Regions from separate parts of the Mus musculus genome. Here region 2 is linked to region 1. The links are chromatin contacts, called in public Hi-C maps. All regions are on one chromosome and are shown on one strand. Each heading gives the region's core, a stretch centred on a gene start, on an enhancer-like site or on the middle of the called end of the contact. The rest is flanking DNA. Distances are from core to core; before and after follow the strand shown. Region 1 overlaps L3mbtl1 (L3MBTL1 histone methyl-lysine binding protein). Region 2 has its middle 11 kb from the start of Gtsf1l.

Region 1 (3,076 bases), core at 39-2,538:
CAATCTCTGCCTAGAGGCAAAAGGGAGAAGACAGCCAGAGGCTCCTAGTAAGATGCTCCCATATTTCTGAGTCTTAAGCATCTATGGGGGAAGAGAGCCATGGGGCCTGGCTGGACCATGAACGGGGAGCAAGGGTATACAGCCAACAGCGGACAGGGAGGGAGGCGCCTATCATGTGTAAAATGTGCACACCAAGGTCATGGCCAGTTCTTCGTAGGAGGAGATGGGCCAAGGAGGAGAAAGGACATAGAGATGCCAAAAAGCGACATAGGTCTGAATAGAGGATGCCTACCCTACCTAGCTCCTCCTAATTCCTAAGACAATAACCAAGGTGGCTAAAGCTGTAGGCTACCCCAGCCAGGATACCTGCGGCCCTTATATCAGTCAGGTCTCGGTTTAGTCACACCTTCCCCGGGGCAACTGAACTCTAGGACCGAGGGCTGAGACCTGCTTCCCCAGGCTCCTCTGCTCCCGCACATCTAGTCAGACAGTGAGGGCAGGGGTGCAGAACTCAAGTTGGGAGAGAAGCACCATTTGCAGAGGGAGCCCCGCGAGGATGGGAGGAGCCCCCACTTCCCCGCCCCCAACCAGTCACTTAAAGGCATCGTCAGTGTTTTTGAACATGAGAATGGCGTTATAGATCTTCAAGGCTGGGCCTAGCTTGACACTCATGATCTTCACAATGTCCGCCTGTGTCAGCAAAAGGAAGGCCTCGCCGTCAATCATCTGAGGGGGTGGGAGAGTGAGAAGGAGATGGGGGGGGAAGGTATGGGGGGGGGAGGTCAGGTGTGGTGGTGGGGGTGAGGTGAAAGGAAGGTAGGGGCAGATATGGTGGGAAGTAGGGGGAGGGGAGAAAGGGCATGTGGTGGGTAGGGAAGGGAGGGAGGGCAAAAAGAAAAGACAAGGGAGGGAAAAAGGAGAGAAGGAAGACAACAATGGGGGCGGAGAAGGAACGCAAGAAGCCTGGTCCCCCGCACCACACACATTCAGCTTTTCTTTGTCTTTCTGCTGACTGCTCTGTGTCAGACATGTACACTGGAAAAGCGTCTTTGGAGCCCTTACAGACAGTAGCTTCGAGAAAACAGTTGCTGCTGACACAGTTGTGGGGCTTGCTACCAAACGACAACTCGGAGCTTCTTGTTTGAAAGTTTGCAAGAATTTCAAAATAGTGGCAGCAGAGCACCAAGCCAGCTGCCAGGTCCTTCTAAGCACAGGGCCCCAGGATATTGTTGCACAGACTGCACGCTCGCCCGTCTCAGGAGCAATCCTGGCTCCTGGTCTGAGCGGCTTCACTCATTAGTCATCAGCTTTAAAAACACTGCCTGGACTCACTTTGTAACCGGGGCAACAGCTTCCATATCTACGCGTGGGATCTAGCATTTGTGAACCGCCCGAAGCCAAAAGAGAGCAAAGACAAACAAAAACAAAGACAACAGAAACCCCACAGCTGCCTGTGGGGACCCACCTGTCAAGCTCAGGGCGACTAACAGCAAGCTGGGGATTTTGAGGGCTATCGCATGGGGTTCACTGTAACCTCTGACCTATTCCTGCCCCCCAAATCAGAGAGATGGAGAACACTCCAATGTAAACAAGCTTTTGGATCTGATTTTTAGTTGTAAGCCTTCTTCTATTAAAGTTATTTACTTTGTGTATGTACGGATGTGAGTGTTGGTGTTGAATGTGTGCACATTACTACACGTGTGTGGAGGCCAGAGGGCAATTTCCAGGAGTCAGCGCTCTCCTTCCATCATGGGAGTTTTAGGGATCAAACTCAGGTCTTCAAGCTTGGTGTCAGGCACCTTTACCAGCTTATTAGCCAACTTGCTGGTCCTGACTCCGAGACTTTTTAAAAAAATATATATCACAAGGAAAAAAAAAGAGAGTGAGAGACAAGATAAGAGAATACTCTCATAGCATTGAAAATGTAAACGAGGAAAATACCTAATAAAAAAAAGAGAATACTCTCCTAGAACAGGAGATATTGAAGGGCTACAAAACACCTGAAATAATTTATATGGGCCTTATTTGGCTCAAGAACGATTTTTTAAAAAACGTTCTGAGGTGACAAGAAATGTGGGGAAGGGCAGGGCTTGGTCGGTAGGTCAGAGAAGCTAGTACTGATTGCTTGCTTTCGCAATAACAGCGTTGTTTTAAAAAGTCACGAGTCACAGTGGTCAGAGGTGAAAGACCGTGAGGTCTGCAATTTACTTCCAGCTGCCTCATCCCCAGACAGATGGAGCCAGTGTGTGAAAGGCTGAGAAGTGTGTATTCCAGTCCCCAAAGCCAGCTATGGGGAGGGAGAAGGGGGGAGAAGGCAGGGCAAGGGGTTTGTGAGGCATGGGACTGAGAGGGAAACCTTTAAATGTCCATGGACAGGAGAGCTGCCCCCTGAGCATCAAGTGGAGAAAAACTCTGAGTGTATGCAGCACGTCACAGCACTACAGGGAACGAAGAGAGACCCACAGAGCACCGCTGTCTGATCCCGCGCACACAGTTCAAGAACAGGCAAAGCCAATCTATAAATCCACAGTGCTAAAAAAAATATGACGATCTACAGTGGTTATGTTTTGGGGTGAGGCCCGACCAGAAGAGGCTGAGGCAGAACTTTCTGGTATGATGGGGATATTCTGTCTTGATGGAAGTGGACTCAAGTCCACGTGTTTCATAAAATGGTGGCATTGGCTATTCACCTCGGTCATCTGGAGTGGGTGGGTGGTGGACATCGCTACTGAGCAGTGATAAAGGACTGTTTTAGCATGCAAGAAGCTGGGGGCTTAACTCCAAGTACCAAAATCAAACCAAACCAAACCAAACCAAACCAAACCAAACCAAACCCCTAAGCAAATGAGAGAAAAAAAAAAGCCATTCCAGGGAGAAAGAGCTTAATGCGTTTACTCTGTGTTGGTCAGAATGTTCTAGAAGTAGGAGTCTGTCTGGACTGACACGCAGAGAGCATAGATAAGATGGGCAATACAGGGGCAAGACCAGAGACCACACTGTGCTGCTGCAAGGGAATGCCTCTGTTGTTTTGTAAGGAAGCCTTAAACACACTCAAGGGCTCCTTCCAGTTTCAAAC
Region 2 (3,038 bases), core at 59-2,558, 130 kb before region 1:
GCTCTCCAAATTGTCAAGCGTCTGCTGTCCAAATCCCCAAGCTGCCACCTCGGCCCACCCACAGCCTCTAAGACACTAATGGAGTAGGTTTAAATCTCTTCTCCCTCTCTCCCTCTCTCCCCCTTTCCCCCCCCCTCCCCTCTTCCCCCTCTCTCTCCAGTTGTCAAATGCCCAGATAACTTTGGAGGGAAGTGTGTCCCAGACTTCAGTCCCAAGGAATAAATTCCTCCCTATTGAGCTGATCTCCGGCCCATAGTAGAGACCGGGGAAGTGCTGCCCTCTGGTGGTGTATGGATGCGTAGCAGCAGCGGGCTTCCCAAATTGAGGTCAGTCGCGAGGGTCCCCTACCAGCTAGTGACCTCCTGGTCGCTGGGTACCCGTGTCAGCGCGAAGCTCCTGGTTTAGTCTTTGATGCTGCCATAACTCCTTCATTATCGGTGTTCCCAAACTTCAGACTTTTGAGTACTACCAGTTCTATTTCTGTGCCACAACTAAATGTATTTGTGAGAATAATCTACTGTAAAAGAGAGCCAAGAGGGGCTAGCAGGGTAGTTCAGTGGTGACCTCTTGCCATGAAAGCACAGTGTGCTCAGCTCAAGCCCCAACACCACAGAAACAACAACAACAAAGCAACCTGAGTTCCGGCAGTACCTGGGAAAACCAATTCCATGTGCTATGGCAGAGGAGGAAGACAGAGAAGCGGAGAACATAACTGAAGACAAAAATCGGGATTGACATTTAAAAACAAGCCTCTTGTGACGTTTGACAGCTCATCCTACAAAGGTACCCGGCACCAAGCTCTGTCATCCTGACTTTGATCTCCAGGCCTCACTTGGTGGGTGAAGCACAGCGGCTTCACACATACACACACACACACACACACACACACACACACACACACACACACCACGCGCATGCACGCACATACATGTGCTACATGGCACATTGTGCACCCACAAGCTGAATAAATAAATCATTTAAAACAACTTTAAAAATTAAAACATAAATATTTCCATTTTGGGAAAAGAAAAAAAAAAAAGCACTGTGTCCTGGATTTGAGCACTGATAGGTTCTGGGTCACAGAAGCACCCGGGTCATTAAAAAGCCATTGTTGGCCAGGCCACAACATCCACAATGCAATGAAGACAGAAATGTCACACCCAAGGTAAACAAAAACCAATCACTTGGAAATGTATTTCCTAATTGCTCAGCTCAAACAAAGGAAGAGAATGTCAGTTATAAGCAGTTCAGAGCGTAGCGGGAGCTGGAACCTCAGGCAGAGAAACTTGGGGAACTAACCAAAACCAACACCCCTTTCCCCATCGCTACAGGACTTTGTCATTAAACAAGGAAGTTGGAAAATAAACAAAGCGTGTAACCCAGGAGGGAAAACAAGCATTGAGAGAAAGCTGGGGAGAAAAGCAAAACAACAAACATTAAGTTCATGAGGCAGAGCAGGTAAGAGGAAGCCAGCCTCACGCGCAGCTTCTTGAAAACAGCTGGGAAGGGCCCGGGTTTGTGGACACCCAATTTTAAAAGCAGGGGGAGAGTGAAGGCAGCTTAGTACCGGGTACGGAGTAGAGTTTTAATGACAAGAGAATAGCCTGCATGGAGAGAGGTGGCTCAGGAGTCAGGAGCACAGGCTGGTCTTGCAGAGGACCCAATTACGGTTCCTAGGACCTATGTCCAGAGACACACAGCTGCCTATAACTCTAAAGGACCCCAGGCTCTTTTCTGCACCTCCAGGGGCATCTGTACTCACAGTGCACAGACACCCACATAGACACACAATCGACAAATAAAATAAGTTAGTAGCGTAGGAAGTCCATTGTCGGTAGGAGGTGCCCTTAGAGCTCACCAGGGACTCAGATGAGTAGGAAATGCTTGGCCCTGCCCCCTGGCTGACAGCTGACGCTGCTAGGAAGCCTGCTGTGTGACCGAGTCTCTGATTATAAACTGGAATATGCACAGAATTTTCACCCTGGGTCGAGGCCAGGCGACATCTACCTGCTTCCTCCTAAGTAAGGTCCAGATCCACCAAGGTTCCCCTAGGGGACCAATGAGTTTATTAACGTTACTTACAGAACAAGGCAGGGGGCTAGAGATAGAAATGTGGGTGGCCTGAAAGCAGCTACACGGGATGATGGCTTCCTCAGAGCTGTGCGGATGGTGCCCCCTCCCCTGACCCATGGATTTTCATTTTGGGGGAAGCTGTTTCTACGCAGTCTGAATCTTCCCCTCTCTGTGCCCATGTTAGCAGCTGTTGGTGCCCATGTTAGCAGCTGTTGGTGGCATCTCTTGGAAAAAGATGCAAGGCAGAGGAGAGCAGCTCTGATCTCACCTACATTACGGGTCCTCTCTATGTGGACAGGTCTGGAAAGCACTACCCAGACAGATGTGTGCACATCCTGCTCTCTGCTCAGGTTACCATGGTGAGCAACCTCTCAGGTCCCAGACTCAGAAAAAAAAAAAAAATGCTAGGAGCAGGCTAGAGGCTGGAGGACCACTCAAGACATCTTTTAGAAGCACAGGCACTCTGATCTCCCTTTGTCACTAATGGACTTAACATCTGCTCGCTGCGCTAATGTGTGTTTGGCCATTAAACACCCTAAGAGCCTACCTCCTACGATGCGGTTTCCAGGGTAGATGAATTGCTACCAATGCTGTCTCCGTATGTGGCCTTTCAGGGGTCCGAAACTGCAGCCTGGGTCCCTGGTCATGAAAAGGCACCTTCTGGGTTGTATGGAGCAAGAGCCAGAGTGTCTGCTGACTCCCTACAGGGCTAGTGCCATGGCTTCTCCTGAGCTGGGATGGAGGTGCCACAAAAAGAGCATCAGTCACATAAAGTGGGAAGTCACACTTTACCGAAGATATGGTCTTAGCAGAGCAAACGGTTTGGAACTTTCCTTGGGGCGTTTCCTTGTGGTTCTCCCTGCTTTCCCTGATCATCTGCCTAAAGGCTCAGGAAGTGGGAGCGGAGAAATTGGGATTGGGGGTTGGCGGGGAGGATTGCAAGCCCAGTGAGTATGTAGCATCCA

Evidence for each region. A called contact is a pair of places that touch in the nucleus more often than the background predicts.
Region 2: a Hi-C map of liver shows a contact between it and region 1, with 4 times the contacts expected there. The contact joins two enhancer-like sites. A contact is called at or near these places in 10 of 39 promoter capture datasets (the C10 cell line, the HPC-7 cell line, HPC-7-derived erythroid cells and 4 more), 4 of 15 datasets of contacts at CTCF or cohesin (the G1E-ER4 cell line, embryonic stem cells, large pre-B cells and 1 more), 12 of 484 Hi-C or Micro-C datasets (B cells, the G1E-ER4 cell line, the N1E-115 cell line and 2 more), 8 of 115 datasets of contacts at active chromatin or transcription factors (all in embryonic stem cells) and 5 of 9 other capture datasets (adipose tissue, embryonic stem cells, liver and 2 more).

What each region holds. Positions count from the first base shown.
Region 1 is chr2:162,972,038-162,975,113 of GRCm38.p6, reverse strand. L3mbtl1 (L3MBTL1 histone methyl-lysine binding protein) reads right to left here. Exons shown (of 23, transcript NM_001081338.2): 23 at 1-726. The coding sequence ends at 592. Among named protein-coding and RNA genes, the nearest start is that of Sgk2, 14 kb to the left of the region's middle. Within about 2 kb of position 1,288, at least 84 of the 459 cell types and tissues checked have an H3K27ac peak or open chromatin away from gene starts, as enhancers often do. A contact at or near this core is called in the N1E-115 cell line, liver and pancreatic islet, where this site is marked.
Region 2 is chr2:163,098,976-163,102,013 of GRCm38.p6, reverse strand. No RefSeq gene overlaps it. Among named protein-coding and RNA genes, the nearest start is that of Gtsf1l, 11 kb to the right of the region's middle. Within about 2 kb of position 1,308, at least 21 of the 459 cell types and tissues checked have an H3K27ac peak or open chromatin away from gene starts, as enhancers often do. A contact at or near this core is called in the N1E-115 cell line, liver and pancreatic islet, where this site is marked.